Regions from separate parts of the Mus musculus genome. Here region 2 is linked to region 1. Evidence: chromatin contacts called from public ChIA-PET data. All regions are on one chromosome and are shown on one strand. The core of a region is the stretch at or near the end of the contact, and the rest is flanking DNA. Distances in the headings are between cores, read along the strand shown.

The links. ChIA-PET counts read pairs in DNA pulled down with a chosen protein or histone mark.
Region 2: an RNA polymerase II ChIA-PET map of effector CD8 T cells shows a contact between it and region 1, with 20 read pairs. The contact joins the promoter of Ankrd28 here to the enhancer-like site in region 1. A contact is called at or near these places in 8 of 39 promoter capture datasets (HPC-7-derived erythroid cells, cranial neural crest, frontonasal cranial neural crest and 5 more), 9 of 484 Hi-C or Micro-C datasets (B cells, CD4 T cells, the G1E-ER4 cell line and 5 more), 17 of 115 datasets of contacts at active chromatin or transcription factors (the 230-238 cell line, acute myeloid leukemia, astrocytes and 12 more) and 3 of 9 other capture datasets (adipose tissue, liver and pancreatic islet).

Annotation. Positions count from the first base shown.
Region 1 is chr14:31,659,789-31,667,357 of GRCm38.p6, forward strand. Btd (biotinidase) reads left to right here. Exons shown (of 4, transcript NM_025295.4): 2 at 2,282-2,537; 3 at 6,094-6,243; 4 at 6,953-7,569. Among named protein-coding and RNA genes, the nearest start is that of Btd, 23 kb to the left of the region's middle. Within about 2 kb of position 2,718, at least 375 of the 459 cell types and tissues checked have an H3K27ac peak or open chromatin away from gene starts, as enhancers often do. A contact at or near this core is called in the 230-238 cell line, B cells, the G1E-ER4 cell line and 23 more, where this site is marked.
Region 2 is chr14:31,827,379-31,834,947 of GRCm38.p6, forward strand. Ankrd28 (ankyrin repeat domain 28) reads right to left here and starts at 3,037. Exons shown (of 28, transcript NM_001024604.2): 1 at 2,949-3,037. The coding sequence starts at 2,975.

The sequences.
Region 1 (7,569 bases), core at 1,468-3,967:
CATGAATATCTGGTTAAATATGCAGTGTCTAATTATTGATGCACACACACGCATACACACACACACACACACACACACACACACACACACACAGATGATTGCCACTTAGAGCTTTCCTACTGGACTCCTTCCACAAATAATACAAATTTTATTTTTCTGAAAATAGAAAGGAATGTGGTTTCTTGCTGGCTCTGCAGTTTCCTTGTTTGGCTGGATTACATGTTCTTAGAGTTAGGTGTTCTGTATCCCAGGGCGGGGCTAAGGCTCTGTGGTAGTGGCTGGTCCATGTGAGACCCTGAGTCTTATCCCATCCCTGGTGTACATGCAGAGCCCCATGTCCCCACATCTGTTATGCAGATACCACGAATGCCCTTCCTAGCCCAAGAGTTCTGACTTGCTCCCACCAAGGCCTGCCTCGTGTGTCTCTACCTCAGCTCTTCAAGAGGCCATCGACCTGGGCTTTAAAAGTGTTATCACTGTGACCGTGATGTCACTCAAACTACCCCATTATCATCCTTTCAAAATGGGATATAAAGTAGATTATTTGAGTCATTTAAAATTATTCCTTGGTATCTTTAGAGACAAAGTTCCAATAAGAAAGCTTATCAATTATACTTTTGTTTCCAGTCCAAAACTCATGACTGCTGGCTCAAAGGCCCCTTGTTCTTACCACAGAACATTGCTTACAGTGTAGATGAGTGGCACCAAGCCCTGGCCTTTGTGTGGTACATTTATCCCCTAGGGAAACAAGAAGCAGTTTGAGATGAGGGGTGGGAGGGAGCCCCTGCCCCCGGAGGCGCATTTGCTGTTGACTGGTTCTGAATGAGGAGCTCTAGGTCTCTTCTGTCGCTGAAATAATTACGGGTTGTTTCTGGGACTTTTTAGCTAAATAATGCACAGAACTAGTGGCCTGTGGTGTTTATTTGGGAATGCAAACTCTAAGAGTCCCGGCTTGAGGTTTGGACAGATGTTATTTTTGGGTAGGGTGCTAGTTTCTTCTTCAAGAACAGCAGTGGGATTCCTTGGTTTGTCAGTTACCTTAGTATTGAACCGGGATTCTTGGGCAGTTGTCAGCCCCTGTCTGTCTCCACAGGGCAGCTGTCTGGCTGAGGTAAACTGCCTGATCAGTTTCTGTGCCAGGGGAGGGGCTTTAGTCAGGAGGCCAGGGTGACTTTCAGAATGGCTTTGATTCTAGCCCTGCAAAAACCAGGCATGGTGGTGCAGAGCTGTAATCCCAGTTAGTAACACACACACAATTATGCCGAGCAAATGTTCTATTTTCCAGAGGTGTGGGGGGGGGGGGGTACAGAAATGTAATACAGAAGTCTAATTTACTTGTGTCCACTTTGTCATGGTAAGTAGAGACTACTCACTACAAAATTCCAATGTATTTTCTAGAAAATCACATGTTATGACTGTGAGAAGGATTTTCTTTCCAACCCGGTGTGATTTTTTTGTTTTTTGTTTGTTTGTTTTTGTTTTTTGAGACAGGGTTTCTCTGTGTAGTCTTGGCTGTCCTGGAACTCACTTTGTAGACCAGGTTGGCCTTGAACTCAGAAATCTGCCTGCCTCTGCCTCCCAAGTGCTGGGATTAAAGGCGTGCACCACTACGCCCCGCTTGAATCTGGTGTGTTCTTAAGCAAGTGATTTGGAGTAGCAGACAAAACAGAAAACAGTGGAGGCTCACTCGGATTCCAGGTGAAAGCCACACGGGACTCTGACAGGGAGAGAGTCCTTTATGGCTGCCCTATGGGTGACACAGCAGAAGCTAGGACTCCAGACCGTCCCCAAATAAAGACTGAAGAATATCAGCTACGAAGCTGCCCTGTGTTCGGGAACTTCGGGACCATCACGGCTGTCCTAGAGGGCTGACCTGCCATGCTGAGTAAGAAGTCTCAGCGTCAAATATATCGCAGAATTGTGTCCAAAATTCAGCCGCGCTCCTGCAGTGCGCTGTGTAGCAAGGCTACTGCGTGGCTAGCAAGGCAGCGGCGCACTGCAGGCTTCCTGCCCGCCGCGTTAGAAAACCGAGGCAAACACCGAGTCTGTTTTGGAAATGTTCTGAAGCTCAGTCTATTAACACAGCGAGCCGTTTGAAACGCAGCTCTACGTGTTTGGAGAGAAACACACGGGCTTTTATTAGGGACATGAAACAAACTCTTTGAGCCCCGGCCTCGCTGCGGGCGAGTGTAATTGCCAGGATTAATAAATCACAGCTGCGAAAGTTCAGTCCTTGGCAGCTTTCCTTATTCAGCTCTTCTCTCCTGCCGGTTCGTTTCAGATTTATGGTCTGCATTATGTCTGGAGCCCGCACTGCGCCTGCTCTCTTCTTCCTCGGCTGTTCTGCGCTTGCGTTGGGCGTCAGCTCGGCCTCCCAGGAGCACCGCGAGGCTGAGTACTACGTGGCTGCTGTGTACGAGCATCCATCGGTCCTGAGCCCAAACCCCCTGGAGCTCGTTAGCCGCCAGGAGGCCCTGGAGCTCATGAAGCAGAACCTCGACGTCTATGAACAGCAAGTGATGGCTGCAGCCCAGAAGGCAAGAGCAGCTTTCTGCTCCTGACCTGGGCTCAGGGCTCCCAGAGCCAGCTGCTCTGAGTGAGGAAAAAACCCCAGGTTCCCGAGGTCCTCCTGAGAAGTCGGGTCAGCTTGCAGATTCCGAGTTGACTTGACTGCTTGTTAAATCAGGCCCCACCCCTGGCCTCCAGAGCCAGGACTGGCATGTGTCCCCAGGGAGTGTTTTGCCCAAGCTGGAGAAGCAGTGCCTAGGTCACTGATTCATGTGCCTGTGCCGGGAATCAGCGAATTGTAAACAAGAGCTGGGGTGTGGGGCTGGGACTGTGGCCAACTGGTCCAGAATGGATGCAGTTTGGGCAGTGGGAATTTTCAAAGCCCGTCCCTGGGTGATGCTAATATTCAGAAAAACAAACAAATAACCTTGAAAACCCTTAAGGACAGTGAACTCCGTGCACTGAAAGGCATTCAAAGCTTGTCAGAGCCCACAAAACAAGGGCTGTCTGTGCTTTGTCTGTGTCGCACTTCATCCAGATGGGAGCCCTGCGTCCAGACAGACTAGGACCCCAGCCCTTCCTAAGGGCTTCCTGCTTGACTGTCTTTCTTCTCCTGCCATCCAGGAAGGGTGGGGCTACTGAGGCTAGGCTCCCCTGGGACAGGACAGGAAGTGGCTTTTCTAAGAAGCTGTGGGGTTAGGAAGCCTGGGACCAAGGGAGTCTGGGCTTCATCCCTGTAGGTGGGGCCGCTAAGCCTGCTGCTTGTGGAAGGCCTACTGTGGCCAAATGGCAAGGGAGCCAATCTTCTTTGCTGCTGGCTTAGAGCTGGCTTTGCCAGTAGGTCCCCTTACGCCCATGCCCTCATCACATGACCTGAAACGACTTGGCTATCTCTTGTTGGTGCTTTTTAAAGTCCTGACTTAGTCAGTGTGTATGGTCCAGCACTCCTGATGGACGGCACACCTCTCTTGGCTACCTTCAGAAGCTCAGAGCACAGTTTCCCAGGTCCTTGTGTTCCATGTAACTGTGGGAAGGGCTGTTTGTTTGTTTTACCGTAGTTCTGACCTTGAGCTCAGAAAAGTAGCTGCGTTCCATCTTTGGCGCACCCAGAAAAAGTGTTGTAGTCCCAGGAAGAGCCTTCGCTTCCAGGCCTCTTCGGGCTCTCCAGACTTCGTGCTTAGAACTGTATGGCCCACAATCCAGCTGCTGTGTGACCAGGGTTGGGGGCAAGCTTCTCTCAGCTCTCTTACTCCAGATGTCGTTCCCAGGACACTTCTGGCAATGCCATCACACTGCGTTTCCATGGCACTTGTGACTCCTGTTCCTTTACACACACAGCCACATGCTGCCCTGCTGCACTTGGGCAGATAACTTGAGCAAGGCTTCCCACCTGCGCTGCTCACTGGTCAGCCTCGTGGGCTATGTAGGGCTCTTCACTGGCATCCACATAGCATCCACACATTTGATACTTATCCTGTTTATGTCCCTGCTGAAGTTTGTGTAAAATGAATCCCAGCTGCACCTTCAGGTCTCCTACCAGCACTGACCCAAACAAGGGCAGGTCCTGTGGTGAAGGTGTTTAACGGCACAGTGCCACCTCGGTCCCCTCAGCTTTTCCTCCTCTGCCTTCTCCGTCTGTCCACGGTGCCTAACCAAATCCCCTGTTTGGAGCTTGCATAGGTGCTTCTGGGAGTCATGGCAGCTGCTCACAGGGGTGCTTCTGTGCTGTCAGGTGACACAGCACCTCTGCTGTGTCTGTGGGCACCAGAGTGTTCCATCAGATTCACTTAGGAACCTCACATGCCCGGTGAGACTCACTTGGGACAGGAACCCCTCACATGCCTGGTAAAGCGCTGTCCCCCTGGCACAGAGGGAAAATGATTTACAGAGCCCATTCCCGGGGTTGGCGAGCTCCATTCTTCAGGAGTTCTTGATCTCCTGCCAGACCACTGCTGAAGCACCGTGGTCGATGTGTAGACGTAACTGAAGTGGCAGGCTCTATAAGATGCCCTTCAAGGTTTTTATTTTCCTGAAGAGAGGAAAAGCTCTCTCCAGATATAATTTTCAGGAAGTTAAAAGTGTGACTCATGCAAATACAGAATGAGTACAGTTTTTTTTATTTATTTAATGCATTAGATAACGGTGGGAATTTAAGGAGTCAGCCCAGCACTGGCTCAGTGAATTCGTTGCTAGCTAAAGAACTGGCTAATGTCCCACGAGGCACAGATGTAGTCTCTAGTGTGAAGACCTTTGTTTTTAACTTGGTTTTGAAACAGGGTCTCATCTGTTAGCTAGTGTGGCTTCGAGCTCGGGATCCTTCTGTCTCTACCTCCCAGGCTAATCTGCTGAGTAACAGTCCAACAGAGGCCCGTTATGTACACAGTCAAACTGCCCAACTGAAGCAGCCCGCTAATCTGGAACCGCTAATCTGCTGCATCTTTTTATTGCAGAGGTTGGATTCAGATAATCAGTGGAGAAGAAACAGTAGTGTCTCACATAGGGGGTGGCCATTACAGACGGTATGTCTGGATGCTCTCTATGAGAAAGACGAGTGCTACCCAGCTTATCATCTCGTGCATACCCAGCTGCACAGAGAGAAAAGGATGAGGAGAATATTAACAAGAGCACCTTTGTGTTAGAGGATGTGAGAGAGTGCGTGTGCACACACACACACACACACACACACACACACACACGAGGGGGGGAGTTCGGAGCTTTTATAACCAGAAGGGGGGGAAAAACCCTAAAGTTGCATTGCACTGAGGAAGTAGGCACCGTTGTCGACAATGACACGCCTTCACTGCCTGCTGCCTCCACCCTCTGCATTGGGACAGCGTTCTAGGTTTGACACTTTAATCCACAGAACTGGAGAGCGCCAGGAGGGTGAGATGCTAAGGGAGAGCAGAGGGCAGTCCTGTTTCTTTCTTCTCTTGCCCTAGGATGCTGTAGATGGCACAGGGAGCCCAGTGTGGGGAGAAGCCTATAGCACAGCCAGAGCCCCTAAAGCGACTCTCTTAGTTCAGTGCACTTGCTGCTGCCCATCCTCGGCCCCCAGAGTCACAGCTGGGACTGCTCAGCAGAGTCATCTTTAAACAAATCCTGCAGCCAGGACTCACCCACATTCCAGCCAGCCGTTTTATGGATGGGGCCCACATCAGTGTTTTTCCCAAAGTACCCCAACTGACTTAGATATGGGAGAGGGGGTGAAATCCTCTGGAATAATGATGATTCATCTGTGCATAGATTTAAGTGCTTCACGATGGCTCTGGCTTCCACTGTTCACCAGTGAGAGCGAGCCCAGCCTAACATTCACTCAATGAGCTCTGTCCTTGGGCCTTCAGCAATGCTGCCCACTCCTCCATCCAACCACACATGCTCATGGTTCTTCCTAGAGAACACGGAAACATGTGGGGGCCATTGTCCTGCACTCGGGGAGTCAGCTGATTGCCTGAGAACAAGCCTTTCCATTCAAGCTGAGTCAGGCTAGCATCTTTAAAGCCCTGGTCAGCCAGCCTGCTGATGTCTGGCAGTGAGGGACACTCTCTCCCCTTACCTCATGGCACTCTCTTGTCTTTTTGCTTCCAGGGTGTGCAGATTATAGTGTTCCCAGAAGATGGTATCCACGGATTCAACTTTACAAGAACATCCATTTACCCGTTCTTGGATTTTATGCCGTCTCCCAAGCTGGTCAGGTGGAACCCGTGTCTGGAGCCCTTTCGGTTCAATGACACGGAGGTAGGTGAGGAGTCCAGCAGACTGAGCCAAAAGCCACAGTGTGCTGCCTGAGGTTTGAAGGAGGCTCTGGGATCCAAACCACCGAGCCTAAACTCCCCAAGCCCCGTGCTGATACGGGACATTACGCAGATACGGATCTTTTCATTGGTGAATTTCACAAGACCCACACTAATCGAAACATATTAAACAAGTCAAGTTGTAAAAAATACTCTAAAAGTTCCTCACCACCACTGCCTGGTCTCTTCCCACTCCCGAGGCGATGCTGTGCCGTGCCTTGTTTCTTTTTTTCCTACCGTCACCAGCATCCTGTCTAGTAGGAGACATGCTACCATCTTTTTAACTCTTTCTATTTTTAGCACTGTTTTAATGAGTATCCTGTACGTATATTTTTATAAGCATGTTCGAGGTTTCCCGTAAAACCCTTGGCAATGGAATTTCTCAAAGGCTATACATATTTTAGTATATTTTTAAATGCTAAATTTAGAAAGAGTCGTCACTATTGAGTCTACTGGTCCAGGTGCTTCGTATATCTGTCCTGTGAGTCACCTGTGTATCTCCTTTGAATGTTCTCAGAAGCTTTTTCTCACAGACCTATGAGAGCTGCTTACGTATTATAGACATAGTATAGGGACTTTTTTTTTTAAATAGAAATTGCTCCCCACAAAAGGTAGAATTTAAACTTGCCTATTGCATTTATTACCCTCCCCAGGTCCTCCAGCGCCTGAGTTGTATGGCCATCAAGGGAGGGATGTTCTTGGTGGCCAATCTTGGAACGAAACAGCCTTGCCTCAGCAGCGACCCTGGTTGCCCACAGGACGGGAGATACCAGTTTAACACAAATGTGGTGTTCAGCGACAATGGAACTCTTGTCGACCGCTACCGTAAGCACAACCTGTACTTTGAGGCGGCCTTTGATACCCCTGCTAACGTGGACCTCATCACCTTTGATACGCCCTTTGCTGGCAAGTTTGGCGTGTTCACTTGCTTTGACATCCTATTCTTTGACCCTGCCGTCCGACTCCTCAGAGACTTTGAGGTGAAACACATTGTGTACCCCACAGCCTGGATGAACCAGCTACCGCTCTTGGCAGCCATTGAAATTCAGAAAGCATTCGCCACCGCCTTCGGTGTCAACGTTTTGGCAGCTAACATCCACCACCCGACTCTGGGGATGACCGGCAGTGGCATACACACCCCTCTCAAGTCCTTTTGGTACCATGACATGGACGACCCCAAAGGTCACCTTATAATTGCCCAGGTAGCCACAAACCCACAGGGCCTCACTGGGACAGGGAATACAACTAGTGAGATGGACCCGTCCCATAG
Region 2 (7,569 bases), core at 1,787-4,286, 170 kb after region 1:
AAGGAATTCCAGAAATACTAGACATACCTGCACAACAAAGGCTTGGGGCTGAGCAGCTACTAACAAGTCTGACATTAAGGTCCCCCTCTCCACCACTCCCCATCATTTTCTATATACTGAAGTAAGTGTCAGTTGCTACTTAGCTTCTGAAATGGGGAACCTAAACAAAGACCAACAATCTTTCTTAATAGAACATAATGTTTATGATTTAAAATGTAACCATATATGAGTAATTTTCATCACCTAAGGAGATAAAATAGACCGTGATAACCTCAGGAGAGAAAATTCTGCCACTGTTACACAAGCCAAAGTGAAGTAATTCAGGAAAAAAGTTCATGTCTACTGTTATCAACAGAAAACAAGCTTCATTTTACTAACAATTTAAAAAATATTTTCATCCACCCATAGGCAGAAAGTAATACAGTAATTCTTTCTTATTCGCTGAATTACATGCTGCCACAAAGTAAATGCTGTCCTATTCTGATTACAGAATGAATGAGGACAATTTCCTTATTTGCTTACTGATTTTATATTTGTCTTCCCTGTGTATCTTGTGTGTGTGTGTATGTGTGTGTGTTCCTGTGGTTGCATATGTGTATGTGGAGGCCGGAAGTCAATGTCCAGTGTTATTCCTCAGGAGTAAAGCAGGCTAGGCTGGCAAGTTAGGAAGCCCCAGGGATTCTCCTGCCTCTGCCTCCCCGTGCAGAGATCCCAAGCATGTGCCATTGTGCCCCAGGTTTTTACTGAGTTTCAGGAATCAAACTCAGATCCTCATGCTGACAGTAAGCTCTTTACTGATTATGTCATTTCCTCATCTCTGACTTTATATCTTTACCATGTAGAACCATTCTCATACTTAAATGTTGAAGAAAATCCTTACTCATGTCTAGCTTCCTTCTATTCTTTGCAAGGTTAAAAAAATTATACTACTTCCTAACTGGAATGTATATAAAGCTGTTGCGTTAAAAGCGGTATCAACTACCTTCCAGATTTAAAATCCTGTGTACATATACAGGTCTTCTCACCTTTCCTCCAAAAACTACTTTGTCTAGCTAATATGCTTTCCCTAGAAATGGAAAACACTAAACTATTGAATCCCACTTCGTTTCTATCATCACTTCTAATGTCTTGAAACATATCAATAAACTGATTTCTAAAAACAAGTGCAATTCCCTTTAAATTAAGAAAAACTCAGTTGTCTTTCAAAAGAACTAGATGAGCCAATTATTTTGTAATACAGTAAGTCTTCCCCAGCAATGCCATCTCATTAACTTACTCATCACGGATTCTCAAGTTTACAGGTAACATTTTAAAAATCAATATCACCACTGAGTGTTAAAGAATATTACACAAAACTGAATCAGTGTTACGACTGCTTCAAAACTGTAGTTACTAAACACTCAAATGCACAGATGCCAATAGATTTTTATTATTTATTCATTTTTTTTTATAAAGTAAGATCTTCTAACAGTCTACCAAATCCCTAACACACACAATGACCAAATCACAAAATACATTTCCAAAAGTGAAGGATTACAACCAAATATTCAGGTACAAAGAGTTACTAGAGTAATAAAGATTAGCTGAAAATCTAGATCTTGAGTTTCATGGTATTAACTACATATGAATTAGATGATCTGGGCTTGAACTCTGCTTGTTATTAACAGATTTTTTTGTTTTTTCCTGACAACTTTGTGCAATGAAAGGTTTTGCTACCTGTGGCTGGTGAGCACTTTTGAAAAGTGTGCTTTTGACTAGCACAACTGAGAAACTGTGCTTTCTTAATTTTAATCAACTCAAAGATTCTATGTGTAGCTAATGGAACATGTTGAACAGTAAAGTTATTCACAGATTTTGAAATACAAACTTATCAACCAGAGTTTTTCAAAGTATCATGCCCTATTGTTAATATCAGCTAAAATTCTGCTGATACCAAATGATACTAAAAGTCAGCATTCAGCCTAAGTAGAATATTCACTTTTTAAGTGAGAATTGACATTAGCTAGACTCAGAACTTAAGTTTTAATTGGTAGAAAATGACATAAAACATTAAGTTTTTCCCTATCGTTTTTGTTAAGCTTGTGCCCACTTTCTGATTGGTTTCCCTTCAAATCTGTTCAGTATCTCCTATTCAGAAAAACAATGGCAAAAGGGGTACTCAAGCATTAATAGGTTCCCGCGACTCCGTAAAATCCACTCGTTACTTTCCCTTTTCTTTAAAAGAGACAAACACTGGGGAGCGTCTGGTAATTCACCTTCTCGCCTTTTTAAAAGGGTAACAAGCGTTCATTCAGACATAGTTGCGATTTCATTGGTAGATACAGAGTTATTTTTCCCAGCCCACAGTGTACTGCAGTCTTCTGAGCACTTCAGGTGTTCTTTGACAAGCTCTTCCTAAGTCAGGAAAACTAAACCAAGATGGTGCAGAATATGCCAAGAGAAAACCAGCCTGGGAATATGCACCGTAACAACCAGTCCCCAGCAGAATCCATCGGCACCGGTGGGTTTGCTTTCGACCGCCACTACCTCTCCGCAGAGACGGTGCGGTGGACCGTGAACCGCCCCGCGAAGCGAACCCGAGGGCAAGGTCGTGACCCCAGGTCACGGCCGCCGCCTGCCCCGCTCCGACTCCGCACCGCAAAGCCACCTGTTAGGCCCGAGCCTCACCTGGCAGGAAAGAGGAGGCGCCTACCCGGCAGCGCGCCGGACGCGAGGGCGGCGAGCGCAGAACCCGCCCCTGTGGCGGCGGCCGCGATCCCCCGGCGGCACGTGGGTTTCTCGGAGCTGGGGCTGCACTGACAGGCGGACGGCCCGCACGGCTGCCGACCCGGGACACCCTCTTCCCTCGCTGCCACCGCGCCGACAGGGCGCCCGGGCGGCCCACGCCGCTGGTCCACCCTCCTCCGACTCCTCGGTGGCGCGATCCCGCCCCGCCGCCCCTCACCTACCTGGTCGCGGAGTTTGAGGAACGCCATGGCGGTCGCCGCTGTTCGGCCACTACCCGCGCCCGGCGGGTAGGTGGCCGGCTACGTTGAAGAGAGCGCGGGCAGGGGGCGGCGCCGCCTCCCCGGCCGCCCGCCGCCGCCGCCGCCGCGAAGAGCCCCGCCGGTCCCGCCTCCTCCAAGGACTCCCGCCCTCTTTCTTCCGTCCTTTCTCTCGCTCTCTCCCTCTAGCTCTCAGCCACCTCCCACACGCAGCCGCCGCCTTCGCCGCCGCCTCACACCCCCTTCCCGAAATACCCCAGCAGCCCCCGCCGCCGCGCCGCTCCAGCCCGCGGCCGCGGCGGCATCCAAACTCCACTCCACAATATTACCACCACCGCCCGCCGCGATTGGCGGCCGCGCGGGGGAGAGGCCAGAGTAAGCCGAGCGCCCATTGGCCACGCCACCGCGCTCGCTCGCTCCCGGGCTCCGCCTCTCCGCGGAGGGAGGGGCGGGGCACAGGAAGCGGCGGCGCGCGGAGCGGGCGGGCCAGGTGGCGGGGCGTCTGGGCGCGCGCCCCGGGCGCGGTGGGCGGAGCCCGGACTGGAGGTGGGGAGGGACGGAAACTGGGTACCGGGTAACGGCCCGGGATGGCACGTGGAGGTGGCGTGCACAAGCTCAGCTCAGTCAGGTGCGGAGAAGGCAGCCGGAGCCGGTGCGAGCCAGGGAGACCTCCGGGCCGATGCTGCTTTCAACAGAGTAGCGAGGGCAGCGGGGAACCGGACTCGCACGTGGAGCGAGAGTGAGAATGTCTCCGCGGGCTTTGGGGGAGACGTGGTCACCGGGGGACTGCTGGCACGCGAGACTGAAGGGTGTGGTCTTCATAGCCTGAACAGGTTGTGACCGCGGAACATTTCTCTCCAAAGCGCCCCTTTCAATCTTGCATGTGTTTTTTTTCCCCCTTTCTTCTTTATCATCAAAAGGGTTTTTGCCTCCCACTTGAAAGAAATCAATTTTTTCAAAAAGATGTGCAGGATTTTCAATAAATAGCATCCTTGGATGGAGAAGAGGAATGACTCCCTCGCCCTGGCACACACACCCACGCCAACCCACAGCTCAGAAAAGGCTTTTCTTTCTTAGGCAGCCGCACACTGTTACCATTCCAGGCTTGTGTGGGAGAAGATTGTTGTTCTCCTGTGTCTGTCAGCCTGGGCGGCTCCAGCCCCTGATTAATAAAAGGTACAGATGGTTAGAACACAAACGTGAGATATCGGGTTGGTTTAAAAAACAAAACCAAACCTCATCTTTTCCCTGCATTGGTGTGTCTCTTGGGACAGACTTTATTTAGAGAATCGATTTGAGCCTAATGGCAGTCTAGAAAAATGGGGATCAGTGCCAGGACTGTCAGTTTATTATAATGCTATTATTAAAAACAACTCTTTAGCCCCATAAGAACAGAAAATATCAAAGTGCAAGATCAAATGCACTAAGAGCCTTCTGATATCTCTTAACATAACTATGCCATAATTCTGCTGAAACAATTGCTTTTCTAAAATTACATTTTTACCATGGTTGGTATTTGCTACTTTAAAATGGAGGAATTCTCATAACTGATGGAAGAGGCTTAGCCAGAAAAAAAAAAATGATTCTTGCTTTGCATTTTCTTCAGTGCCTAATTTCTTTCTGCATCAACTCTGGCCGATGAAATGAGAATTCTGTCACCCCATGTCTCTTTATCAGTGCACTGAAGGTGAATGAATTAGCAGTATGAAAGACTTTGACTTCTCCAAAACAAAGGTGTTATGACAACATTACTAAAATATTTTGTGATTATAATTGTCCATGTGCTACAGCCAATCGAGTTTTGCCTTCCTCGAGGATGAAAGATTTACTCTCTTCTACATGTATGCCTGTTTAACACTGGATGTTGACTCAGCAATTAATACGACTGAACAAACACACAGCCTCAGCATGCTCTCCTCTGGGTTAAAGTTCTAGGATTTAAAAGCACAACAGGTACTTGATTTGGAACACAGAACAAACTGATTTTGGGTAGCAAGCAAGCGGTTTAGAGGGTATGGGTTGAGATAGTGGACCAAATGTGTATTTCAGTGTATTAGGATTGAGGTGATAAAATTTCCTAATGAAGAGTAATTGATTAAAGTATCTTACAGCATTCCATCTCTGCATTAGAGAGGGTGTGATCTTGCTGCAAAGGTTGTTTCAGTACTAGGTGGGCTCACCTTTCTCCATCTTGAACACTTTAACATCTTGTGTGTCTTACTGTTTATTAAGAAGAAAGGTTAGGCATATTACACAGCCTACTCATATCACACAGTCAATCAAGGTAGTAATATTAAAAACTGGGAGTTCTTTAGGACCACTCAGATTCAAAATTAGTATTTTAACAACTATATTTTCATAGCTGTTGAGATAGTAACAACTATTGATTCTGGAAAAAATAGAAAAAATTAAAAATATTTGTGTTCAAGTTTTATTAACATCAAAATATATTATTATTCCTGCATCTGTTAAAATGTAAAAGAGCTTGGCCAGGTATGGCAGTATATGCCTTTTGTCCTAGCACTTGGGAGTAATAGGCAGGTGGATCTCTGTGAGATTGAGGCCATCCTGATCAACAGCAAGTTCCAGGCTGGCCAGGAGGCTATATAGTGATACCCTCTCATAGATAGATAGATAGATAGATAGATAGATAGATAGATAGATAGATAGATAGATAGATAGAGTAAATCTATATTCCTGAAAAGTACTACCTACTACCCCAACGGGACCAGACTGGCCAGGAAGCTACATAGGGAGACCCTGTTATAAATTAGTAAATAAGATAAATCTATATTCCTGAAAAGTATTACCTACATCATACACATAACCAGTGGGACCAAAAATTAAAATGGTGTCAATAAAGTCTCTTTCTTCTTCCTCTTCCTCCTCTGTGTTTGTTTTTATGAATGTGTGCTGTGTGCAACCTTATAGAGGCCCGACAGGATGTCTTCCTCAATCGCTTTCCATCTTTTTTTTTTTTTCAAACAATGTCTCTCACTGAACATGGAACTCCCTGTTGTGGCTAAACTGTCTGGCCAGCAAGATCTGGAATCCAAACTTGGGTCCTCATGCGGAATCATCTCCCAAGTCTTGCGTGTGTCTCTTTGTCTGTATACCACTGATACTCCCTGGCAGCCCTCTTCACTCATTAAGTACTTCTCCGTCATAGAGTCAGGAGTCCTAAGAAGACTCAAATAAAGACTAACTATGTGGTTAAACCCATGAGCCCATGCCTCAGCCATTCACTACTGCCAAGTCTGAGAATGGGTGACAGTCTCCATCAGAACTTCTGTCCAATATAAATAGCACAGATACCATCACCAGGGAAGTTGCTGTAAGCTAATCACCACACAAGATTTTATTTCCTAATCTACTACATGGTAGACACTAAGTACCTTCTTAGATTCCTTACCTAGTGTAATTTTCATTAACCCTTTCATATTGCTGCCTAAAGGAGCTAGCTGTGCTCAGAGTTACCCACCTAACCATTGGCAAGACCTGATGCATAATGCCCTTAAAAACCAGAAAAGCAACTTTTATGATAGGAAATAGACAACTATGAGGGGTTCTTTTGAGCCAGATAATCCCTACTGCACAAAAATGATTTTTCTGAAGAATCAGAACTACCAATAAGATGCAAATGATGGACTGTCAAAGCAGCAAAGTAAGTTCGGAGCCGCAGGAGACACGACAAGAGCCAAGTATTTATCTAACGGAGTTTAGAACGTGGAGAATGGAGAGATTAACTGGAAGCCAATACACAAAGATAATGCCTGCATTTTTCAGACTAGAAGAACACCATGAATTAAAGGAAAAAATGAAGTCTTCCTTTAATTAGAAATAAACTTAAAAATGAAGCGGATAGGTAATAGATAAAGTCTAGAAAACCACGCAGAATACAAAAATGTTAAACTTCTCACTGAAGAAAGTCAGACTTACCTAAAAGGAATGGCAGTCCACTTGTCAGCAGATATATCAGCAACAATGAAGGTGATGAAAAAAGTCTCTGAAATATTGTGACTCCATAACTGAAAAACTAGTTCATCCATCTGTCTGTCTATCTACTAGTCTTTCTTCCTTTTGTTGTTTGTTTGTTTGTCTGCTTGTTCTGTTATTTTGAGACAAGGTTTCCCTGTGTAGCTAGCTAAAGAGTCCTGGGACTCTAGACCAGGCAGACCTTGAACTCAGAGATCTGCCTGCCTCTGCCTCCTGGGTGCTGGGGTTAAAGGTGTGCCCCACCACTGCCACGATTAGTTAAACTATAGCTCAAGAAAAAGGGTAAATATGTTTTTAAATTCAAACTCACAGATGCTCCTTGAAAGAAATCCTAGGCGCTGATGTAGCTCAATTGGCAGCATGCTTGCCTAGTATGCACAGTCCCTGGATTCCATTCCCAGCATTTTACACACTAGGTATGGTGGTGAATGTCTAAAACCCCAACCCTTGGGATGTAGAGACATGATTATCTTCAGTGATTCATTCTCAGCTACATATGGTGTCAGGGCTAGCCTAGGTTATAAGCTGCATCCTTAAAAAGAAGGAAGAAATCTTAAGAATATAGTCTATCAAGAAAAATAAGAGGTTA